Regions from separate parts of the Danio rerio genome. Here regions 2 and 3 are each linked to region 1. The links are chromatin contacts, called in public Micro-C maps. All regions are on one chromosome and are shown on one strand. Each heading gives the region's core, a stretch centred on a gene start, on an enhancer-like site or on the middle of the called end of the contact. The rest is flanking DNA. Distances are from core to core; before and after follow the strand shown.

Evidence for each region. A called contact is a pair of places that touch in the nucleus more often than the background predicts.
Region 2: a Micro-C map of caudal fin shows a contact between it and region 1, with 4 times the contacts expected there. The contact joins the promoter of mtap here to the promoter of g3bp2a in region 1. A contact is called at or near these places in 2 of 18 Hi-C or Micro-C datasets (caudal fin and hematopoietic stem cells) and 1 of 4 datasets of contacts at active chromatin or transcription factors (embryo).
Region 3: a Micro-C map of caudal fin shows a contact between it and region 1, with 3 times the contacts expected there. The contact joins the promoter of cdkn2a/b here to the promoter of g3bp2a in region 1. A contact is called at or near these places in 2 of 18 Hi-C or Micro-C datasets (caudal fin and an unstated tissue) and 1 of 4 datasets of contacts at active chromatin or transcription factors (embryo).

Annotation. Positions count from the first base shown.
Region 1 is chr1:28,090,914-28,094,018 of GRCz12tu, forward strand. It overlaps g3bp2a (G3BP stress granule assembly factor 2a), which reads left to right and starts at 1,429. Exons shown (of 13, transcript NM_001080563.1): 1 at 1,429-1,636; 2 at 2,061-2,180; 3 at 2,273-2,354; 4 at 2,429-2,602. The coding sequence starts at 2,086. ints12 (integrator complex subunit 12) reads right to left here and starts at 452. Exons shown (of 6, transcript NM_001002161.3): 1 at 2-452. The coding sequence starts at 157.
Region 2 is chr1:27,756,908-27,760,012 of GRCz12tu, forward strand. mtap (methylthioadenosine phosphorylase) reads left to right here and starts at 1,679. Exons shown (of 8, transcript NM_200554.1): 1 at 1,679-1,747. The coding sequence starts at 1,724. toporsa (topoisomerase I binding, arginine/serine-rich a) reads left to right here. Exons shown (of 3, transcript NM_001305555.1): 3 at 1-616. The coding sequence ends at 299. All of the region lies in intron 3 of LOC137490010, which reads left to right.
Region 3 is chr1:27,777,498-27,780,602 of GRCz12tu, forward strand. It overlaps cdkn2a/b (cyclin-dependent kinase inhibitor 2A/B (p15, inhibits CDK4)), which reads right to left and starts at 1,417. Exons shown (of 2, transcript XM_002660468.7): 1 at 1,030-1,417. The coding sequence starts at 1,155. The region is part of intron 3 of LOC137490010; the gene reads left to right.

The sequences.
Region 1 (3,105 bases), core at 179-2,678:
CCTTAATTGAATTCCTATAGATGGAGTCACTGCCTCTGGCTAAAGACTCATCTAGCAGGGCCTTGAGTTTCTCTGCCGAGTCTTTGCTCTTGGAGTGAAGATACCCCAGTCCCTTCAGAAAGATAGGGTCTAACTCTAGACTTACTGTCCCAGCCATTGTTTAGCGATTATTATCTAATTTAACATAAGAAAATGACCCGGCCCTCTACTTATGGAGTTTACGATGTTATATTCTCGGATAACACTAGAAAAGCTTCATTTCAGACTCTACAATATCTAGTCTTTCTGAGCTAACAAAAGCAACATGAACTTACTGACACCGGATTGTGCTCAAGCTTTTGTTTAAGGAACGTTTTTATAAACCGTAAAAAAAAAACAAGATATTATCCTTAGCAGAAATTAACTAACTTAGCAATGCTTGAAATGATCCGACTATAGTATCGAATTAAAATAGAGCAAGTAGAAAGAAAGCGCTTGAAAAGTATGGGGACCTCAATAGGGCGTGGCTTAGTGGCCATGAGGTTGTCTCTAATTGGTCGGATGAATCTGTTTTCTGTTTTTGTGCTAATTTACATTTTAATTTATCTCTCTTTGGCATGTTTTAAAAATTGTTTGTAAAAACAATATTTATTTTAAAAAGTGTCCTATTTAAACTATTGCTCACATAAAAGATGAAGCAACACGCCAACGGTTTTGTCACGTGATAGTTGTTGTTTTTCTTACTGCTTGTCAGTTCTTATTGTTAGATTAAAAATAACCTGTTGGTGAGAATTATGTACCAAATTATTAGAAATTAATGGACTTGCCTTAGACACATGTTTTCTATTTACTAACATTTGTAAATTTCTTAAATTTCTCTGCAGGATTTTGATGGCTTGATAGCGCTTTGCATTCTGAGCCACCAAGTGCCCCCTACTGGATAACTGGTGATCATAATGATGTTTGCCGACTGTTCTTTTATTTCTTTCTAATGACGCTTTTGTGTTTCTACTAAATCATACCGACATAAGCGCTTCGTTTCCGCCGTCATTTTCACCAACAGCACCTCGACATGAAATTTCAGCCTGCAAATTATTTTAAAAATATCACTATGTATTAATATATTAAAATCATCAGGAATGCGAGCTTATCAACCAGCTTAAAAATCATATCAGCCGGACACTAATAAATGTAACACAAGGAAATGCTACGTAGTGCGTAAAATTGAAATATCCTTGACCAAATAGGTAAATAACGTCTCGTAACAAACTCTCAAAACCTTATTGTTCTATAACCATCCAAGACCATTTATTGTGCGAATTTAACGGCATATCTTGCCCGTTATGGCGTTGTTGACAGGGGTCAAAAGAATGCGTTGTAGGAGCGTCATAATTGTGTTGTCGAGTGTAAGAAGCTGATTGGCTGTTCTGGTGTGACGGGGGTTCTTGTCCCAGATCGCAGGGGTTAGACAATAAGAATCCAAACAGCAGCATTTACAATAATAACACCGCATAGATGCTATTTCTATCTCTCTGTGGTTTCAAGTAGCTGGCGCTGTCACTAAAACAGCTGTTCTAAATATATCAGACGAATCGAATAATTTTTCAGAATTATTCAGTCACTTAGACCAATCAAATACATCCCAGAAAAAAGGTAAGTGCCACACATCTATAGGTCTTCTAAGCATTTTGTTGATTTCGACATGCTTCACTTCTATTTAGTCTAACTGGATTCATTCTGATCAGTCATAAATAAATTTGTGTGAATGCGGGTAATAAAGGTTGATTGTGACGCTATTGACAGATTTCAGATTGTAAAGTTAAAATGCTCAGTTTCTTTGTTATCTAATTGCATTGAATACAGCCCTCATGTAGGCATGATTATAATAAATGACACGGGATGCATTTAAAGCCTTTTTTTTTGGAGTATTGATTCCATTTAAATACATAAATGAAAATGCAAAAGTGAAAGTGACCTGTTTTTTTTTATTTCTTAATTGTTTTATTTTTGTCAGTAGTTTATGTTTGTTTATATATTGTTGTTGTTACAGTGGTTGTCAGTAACAATATTTTTTCTTTCAGAAAAAAATATTTTTTTAGGAAGGAAATGGTGATGGAGAAGCCCAGTCCCCTGCTGGTAGGGCGGGAGTTTGTGAGACAGTATTACACACTGCTAAATAAAGCACCGGACTTTCTGCACAGGTATGCCTTACAAAATCATAATTTCATAATGTCTCCTCACATGGCTTTATCATATTAAAATACAAGTTATTCAAAACATTTTTGTGATGCAGATTTTATGGACGAAACTCATCTTACGTCCATGGCGGACTGGATTCGAATGGGAAACTTTCAGAAGCAGTCTATGGGCAAGCAGTAAGTTTAAAAGATTGTTGTGTGTTCAGGTAAGCTGAATTGTACGTCTACTCATTTGTTTTTCCCATCTACAGGAGATACACAAAAAGGTTATGTCCTTGCAGTTCAGCGAATGCCACACTAAAATCCGGCATGTGGATGCCCATGCCACGCTGAGTGATGGTGTGGTTGTTCAGGTGATGGGAGAGCTTTCCAATAATGGACAACCCATGAGGAAATTCCTACAGACATTTGTGCTGGCCCCAGAGGTGTGTAGGATTACAATATACCATTATTATTACATATTTTAATTAATTCATCCAACATTTAGTATTTAATTTGTTAAAGCACAAACTTGAATTTGTGAGTATGAATGGAGATTTGCACATCTGGCCACTGGAATTTCTTTGCAGAACTATTGAAGCTCTGTCAGATTAGTAAGAGAAAGCAAGTAAGGCCTTTTGTTTTGTTTTGTTTTTCAAATACACCCATAAAGTCTCAATTAAAAAAGAGATTTGAACTCTCACTTTGCTATAGGTCTTAACTTGTGTAAACAGCCACTATATTAAGGTTGTCTGTGTTAAGGATTGTTTAACCAAACCCATTAACTGATCCTGGTGTTGTTGTAATGCTGAATGCCCTCTCCTTTTTTAGACCAGAAAATAACTAAAAAGGACCATACACCGTTTCAAGATTAATCCAGTCAAAATCAAGATTATTAGACAAAGACCAATTAAAATCTTGTTTTCTGTCATGAATATACAACAGCTGA
Region 2 (3,105 bases), core at 429-2,928, 330 kb before region 1:
ACAGATCTGAGGGCCACAGTCAGAGACATCACAAGAGGAAGAAGAAACACAAGAAGAAGAGCAAGAGACATAACAGTAAGGAGAGGACGAGAAAGCTCAGCCCTGTTCTCATTACAATTACTACTGACAGTGATGGTGAAAGTGCTGACCCCAGTGAACCCTCAACCAGCAGTGTTTGTGCCATTAGATCTACTGTCTTAATAGCAAACATGGCTACAGAAGCTTTCCTAGACAATGAGCATCAGTCAACAGCTGGAACTGAAAATAGTTCTGTGGGTGATGCAGGAAATTACCCCTAGTCTGCTAAACTCCATTGCCATCATGATTTTGTACACAACGTTTTTGTGAACTTTTCAACTTGTTAATTCAGATACTTTTCTTTTTTGTGTGATGGCCAAATGCATTTTATTTTTAATAAACAGAGAAGGGTTGGACTTTAAATGTGATGATTATGATTTGATTTCTTTTTTTGAATACAAAATTTTTAGAGAATGTATGTACATGTACATTACAGATTTTAAAATTTCAAACCTGCAAGCAGGTTCAAAGTCACCAATTTTTAAACTGTTCGTTTTTTATTTGATTGTTTCAAATAAATTGAAAAGGCTAATCTAAATGTATTGACTTGCTCATTGCTTTCTGTAATGATCTATTTTTGTTATCACTAATTTGGTCAATTGTTTTTTCTCATTTATAAAATGTAAACATTATATTTACATTTATTATTATTATATTTTAATACTGAATCAATATACAGATTGGGAATATATTGGGAAAAAATTAAGACACCACTTCAAGATTTAACGGATTAAGTAGTTATGGGTTTAAGTAAAATATTAAGATTTTTTTTGATGATCTGTTAACAATTATTCCACATAAAAAGCAGCTTTTGATTTTAATAAAGCATTAGTAAATGTAAACTAACCTTAACTTGATTAATAAATTATTTAAACGTGTTCATTGGTTGATGCTAGTAAATACATTAACTAGTGGCAGTTTATTGTAAAGTGTTTATTTAGAAAGTGATTATTTTTCAGAATATATTTGTTTTTCATTTGTTGTGATTGGCTTCACTAAATATTGATTTCTTGGCTCTACTGAAGTCAAAACATTAGTAGCCTATGGTGTTGTCTAAAGATAAATACAAAATTTGATTGTAAAAGTTAACATCTTTGGGTAAATAAGATAAAGATAAAACACTCAAATTTATATCTGTAATTTGCAAATACAGAAAAAAAAAGAATATTCAAGTGGTCTCCTAATTTTCTTCCCTATAGCTGTATATTGACAAGATTGACAGAATATTTTCTTTTTAATATTTTAATAATGTACATCATGTAAAATGTCGAAGAAAAAGTTCATCCAATGTGATTTGTTGCAAAAAGTATAAAAGAAATTTAAGACTGTGACATTTAACTGTAGGCTACAGTATCTACAATAATATGAAAAAATGCAGAGATCTAACACATAATTTTTCAAATACATGTATTTTCTCGATGGTGAAAACATCATTTTTTTTTGTATTTATTATTATTGTGTTCCCAATTCCCATGCACAGAATGTCCCTGATCCTAGTTTACATCTAACTTGATACCGTCTGTAGTTTTGATTGTTTGTAAGTTACTCCACATTAGGGGGCGCTAATGCACTTTCTTCGTTTGCGCAGCGACACCCAAGAAAGAAGTAGAAAGCTCTCTTGGTATTTTTCTGCACTTTGAAGAAAATGACATCAAACAGTCACGTAAAGGTAATTTGAACAGTGTCATCATGAAATACAACACAAGATATATGTGAGAAAATAGTTTAAAAATGGGATACTTCCGCGTTTTAACGTGAACTTACCAAATGTTGGATCACTTGGGTCCTGGAATGAACATTATGCTGTAAATCAGTCTACTGTATTCGTCAAAATATAAAGCTTTTCTAATATTTTAATGCCAGTTTTCAGTTTCGCATTTTATTTAGCATGAAGAGAATAACCAGGTACCACCACACGGATCACTGCCAAACAATTTCCTGGTTGATGGAGAAGCAATGATGCTAGCTAATAATGCTAGAGAGTACCTCGTGTCTACATGGGAAGGGTTAACGTTATATTAAATTGTAATATTATAGGTAGGTAAAAGACACACGAAATAACAACAAAAAGAAACTAACGTTAGTCATGAAGTATTTAAGGCTTAAATGGGCACAAGTATTTGTTGGTGCTGCACATGTAAAATAAAATTACGTTTCACGTGAGTGAGAGGAGAATGATTTTTATAGAAGTGTAAAACTTAAAAGTTTTATCAACAACTTTGACCAAAAAATGTATTTTTTTTTTAACTCGTGGCTGCTGATTAAAATTGGTTAATAGTTGTCATCAGCTAGTTAAGGCAGGTTATTGCTTGTTTCAGTTAGTTCTTTATGGTCATTAGTGGGTTTAAGCTGGTTCTTGCTGGTCATTAGCTGATTCTTTTCTGGTTTTAACCAGCTCATAATTAGCAAAAGCTATCTTAAACCAGCAGCCATGTGTCAAAACCTGCCTAACCAGTATGCTGATTTTTTCCACATGGAAAATAGCACCATCTATAAAATCCACAAAATAATGCCACAAATACAATATTCAACAGTTGACTTCCTTACGTCAACTGTTGGTAATGTCCATGATGTCTGCTTTTTAAGCTAGAATGTAAGCAGTTTCCATATTCTGGCTCCAACCCTTGACTTGAGAAAATTTAAGACCACTGTTTAGTTATTTCCAGTGGTGAAAAGAGTACTGAAAAAAATACTTATGTAAAATTACCATTACTTGCCTAAAAATGTAGTGCAAATAGAGTAAAAGTATCTGTTTTTATATTTTTTAAAGTATGAGTAAAAAGTAGACCTTTCAAAAGTACTCAAGAGTAGTGAGTATTACGGTGCAAAAAGCTGATGCATTTACATCTAATTTGTGAATGTGTTTAAACGTAACATTCTGTTGTGCATTTAGTTATTGCCCAGCAGGCACACAACTTCATAAGTTGCTAATATTATTTTAAATTTGATTGTGATGACAGGACACCAAAATTCAACATCTTTCCAGTGTCTAAGGACAACGTTATTTTGTTGTCCAATAATGACATC
Region 3 (3,105 bases), core at 167-2,666, 310 kb before region 1:
ATAAAAACAAGCAAAAATAAGTATGGTCTAAAATATATACTCCATTAGTCTATGACTGTGCTAGTGGTGGCTGATTATTTTGGTCAATATAGGCCAACTGTACAAATGTCAAAATATTAAACGTACATTCGTAAAAACAAGCATGGCAATAAGAGGAAAAGGGTTTTCGCAGTGATGCCCTTCTGGTTCCGCACAGAAAACCTATTACAAAGCTTCCAAAAGAAGTATTTTTATTGTCAAAAAATGAAATAAACATTTTAATAGTTTAAAGGCACATTTTTCAAAAATTTTCTCCATAGATGCAAAAGGTTCTTCTTAAAACCATCGATGCCAACAAAGCTTTCGGGAGTGAATTAGCAAGTAGTGTGCCATTCTTCTCGCACATAGAGATATGATTTAATAGTTTAAAATTTATCTGAAATTAAGATCTATAAAATGTCTTATTTATTTATTGTTATGTATATAAATCTATCTATCTATCTCTTATATATAATTGTAAACATTTGGTTTTTATACACAGTTATAGTACATTGGGACTTTCGTTTTCAATAAGATTTTAGTTTTCTTTGAATAATTTGAACTTTGACAATACATCCAAAACTCCTTGTCTTATTTCGGACTAATTTCTAAGAATGTAGCTATAAGTTAAAATTATAATGTTAAAATTAATGACATTACTAAAAGATAGAAAGTGTTGTTAGTATTATATAGGTTGATAACACGCTATTGGTAAACATGTTTCAGGCCGTTTAAGTAGCCTAAAAGGTTCTTAAACATGCTAAAATGAGTAAAATAAATACACAAATAGCCTAATATTTAAAAAAAAAAAAGAAAAGTAAATCCCATATAGTCAAACAGGTGTGAAAATATGAAATAGCCTAAATTTGTTAAATAATATGACCTTTAATACAAAATAAGTCTTTGAATTGTATGTTACTAATTTAATGTTACATATCTGCAATTAATCTTATTTATTTATTTGCATTTGTTTATTTCCGTTGTTTATTCTTAAAGCGCGTCTAAACCTACCTGTATAGGCGTTCTTCTAAATTTGTTAACCACATTGGCATTCACTCCGTTAGAAAGTAAAAACTGAACATGGGAAATGTTTCCGGTGGCTGCTGCTGTGGTCAGTTCATCCTCGACGTTCATCATCTTTATTGATTTTCGAAATTAATTCGCTTCACAGGTAAAACCAAATGATGATGATACTGCGAAAACAATCAGTTCAACGCTGTAATTTATTTTTATCGGTCTCCATGAATAACATGTTCCAATATAATGCGTAAATAAGCGAAACTGACTCGTTTATCAAAGTGTTGTGTCTTAAAATAATTTTTCGTAGCGAGATATTTGTTCGGACTTGTCTCTGTCATAAACGTCACAGCAAAACCGTGGTGCAGTACTGTCATACTGCGCCTGCGCACAACAGCTGAGTCAGGAAGACATGAGTTTACGACACAGTAGGAGAGGCTGCAGAGAAACAGAAATTAGGTTCTGCTAATGTTTTATGGCTAATGTAACTGGCATTAGCCTGCTTTTAGATCACAAGAAGTTTTTTTATTCTTTTTTTCGGGTACATAAGCATATCACAACGCTAATTATGCTAACATAATTGGGTTTTGTGCCATGGAGAAGTTACTCTTCGGGAATAGGCTAACGTTACCAGGAAAAATCTCTCGTTTTTCAAGAGTAAAGTTATTTTATGGATTTTGATTAAGACGCGATGTTAGCTAGGCCTGTAGAGATTAAGTTTGACTTGGCTACTTTAAAGTATATTATTTAGCCATTATGCTGTGTGGGGCGCTTAAGTTAAACTATATTTTTGATCCACATAAATTATAACAAAAAAGCATATACATACATTCGTGGTAGCCTATATTTATATTTTTTTCATAATGGTTGTTCTGTTTTTGATTGTAGATGAACATAAATCTATTTTCTGCACGATAGAAAGGACGCGAATGGCCATAATTTTGCCCAAACATCGTCTGACTTACAGTTTTGTAATGCTATTTCCCCATCACACGACTGTAGCTAAACTATAGCCTGTATCCAGAAACAAGGTATTAAACAATTGTAGCAAATAGTTTTTAATTTTAGCAGTGAGTTTGTTGCCTCTCTAATACGTTGAAAATAAGTAAAAAGATAAAGGGTCCTGTGGCTGTGTAGATCATTTACATAAAGTAAAAATCACATTCTGAGATGCACCTGTTTAAAATGAAGAACAGTGTGCTTTTGTATTTAATTTTCTAACTTATTCATGTTTTGATGTTGTTAACATGTTAATAATATTGGTTAATGTGCATGCAAAATAGATACTAAAATATGAAATAGTAAATAAAATAATCATAACAAACCAACGCAGTACAATATTAAAGAAAAAAAATAGTTGGCAAAGCCCCACTGGCTAAGTGTTAATAATAGAAAATTTAATTTAAATGTCATAGAAGCAACGATTAAAAATGAATTATTTTACTTAGTTTTGTTGAATAGATATTAAACAACATGTAGAAATAGAATAGTTGAACTATGTAACTAAAAGATATCCTGCACAAAGTTTACTTCACAACTCCAGTAAATAGGCATGAGCATTTTAATATTTAATACCACAGTTGAAATTCCTACATTAAAAGGGGGAAAAAAGAAGTTTTGATTTGATTTATTTATTTTGGATCAAAAATATACATAAAATATCATAAAAAAATAAAATAAAATAAAAAACATTTTCGAAAATGGACTGGGATGAAGCACAAGCCTATTATTTTCCCACCCCGTTACCACATACTTCATTCGTCTATTACTTAAACCTATTTCTTCTTTCACTCATCTCTTTTTTTTACATGAGACATATTTTATCCTTTTGGCATCTTTGACATGTTTAAATCCATTTGTACCTTTACATTTTGTAACATAGACCTAAAAAAAAAACAAAAAAAAAACATAGTACTGCAAATAGCCATTAATTAAAGTTTCATCATACCATTTTCAATCACCTTCATCATTATATTCCTTTTATAATATATATTTATTTATACAACTTTTTAAACTGATTACCATGCTGACATTGTTTGAGAGTCTGATCTGTTCCATAATTTCACACCA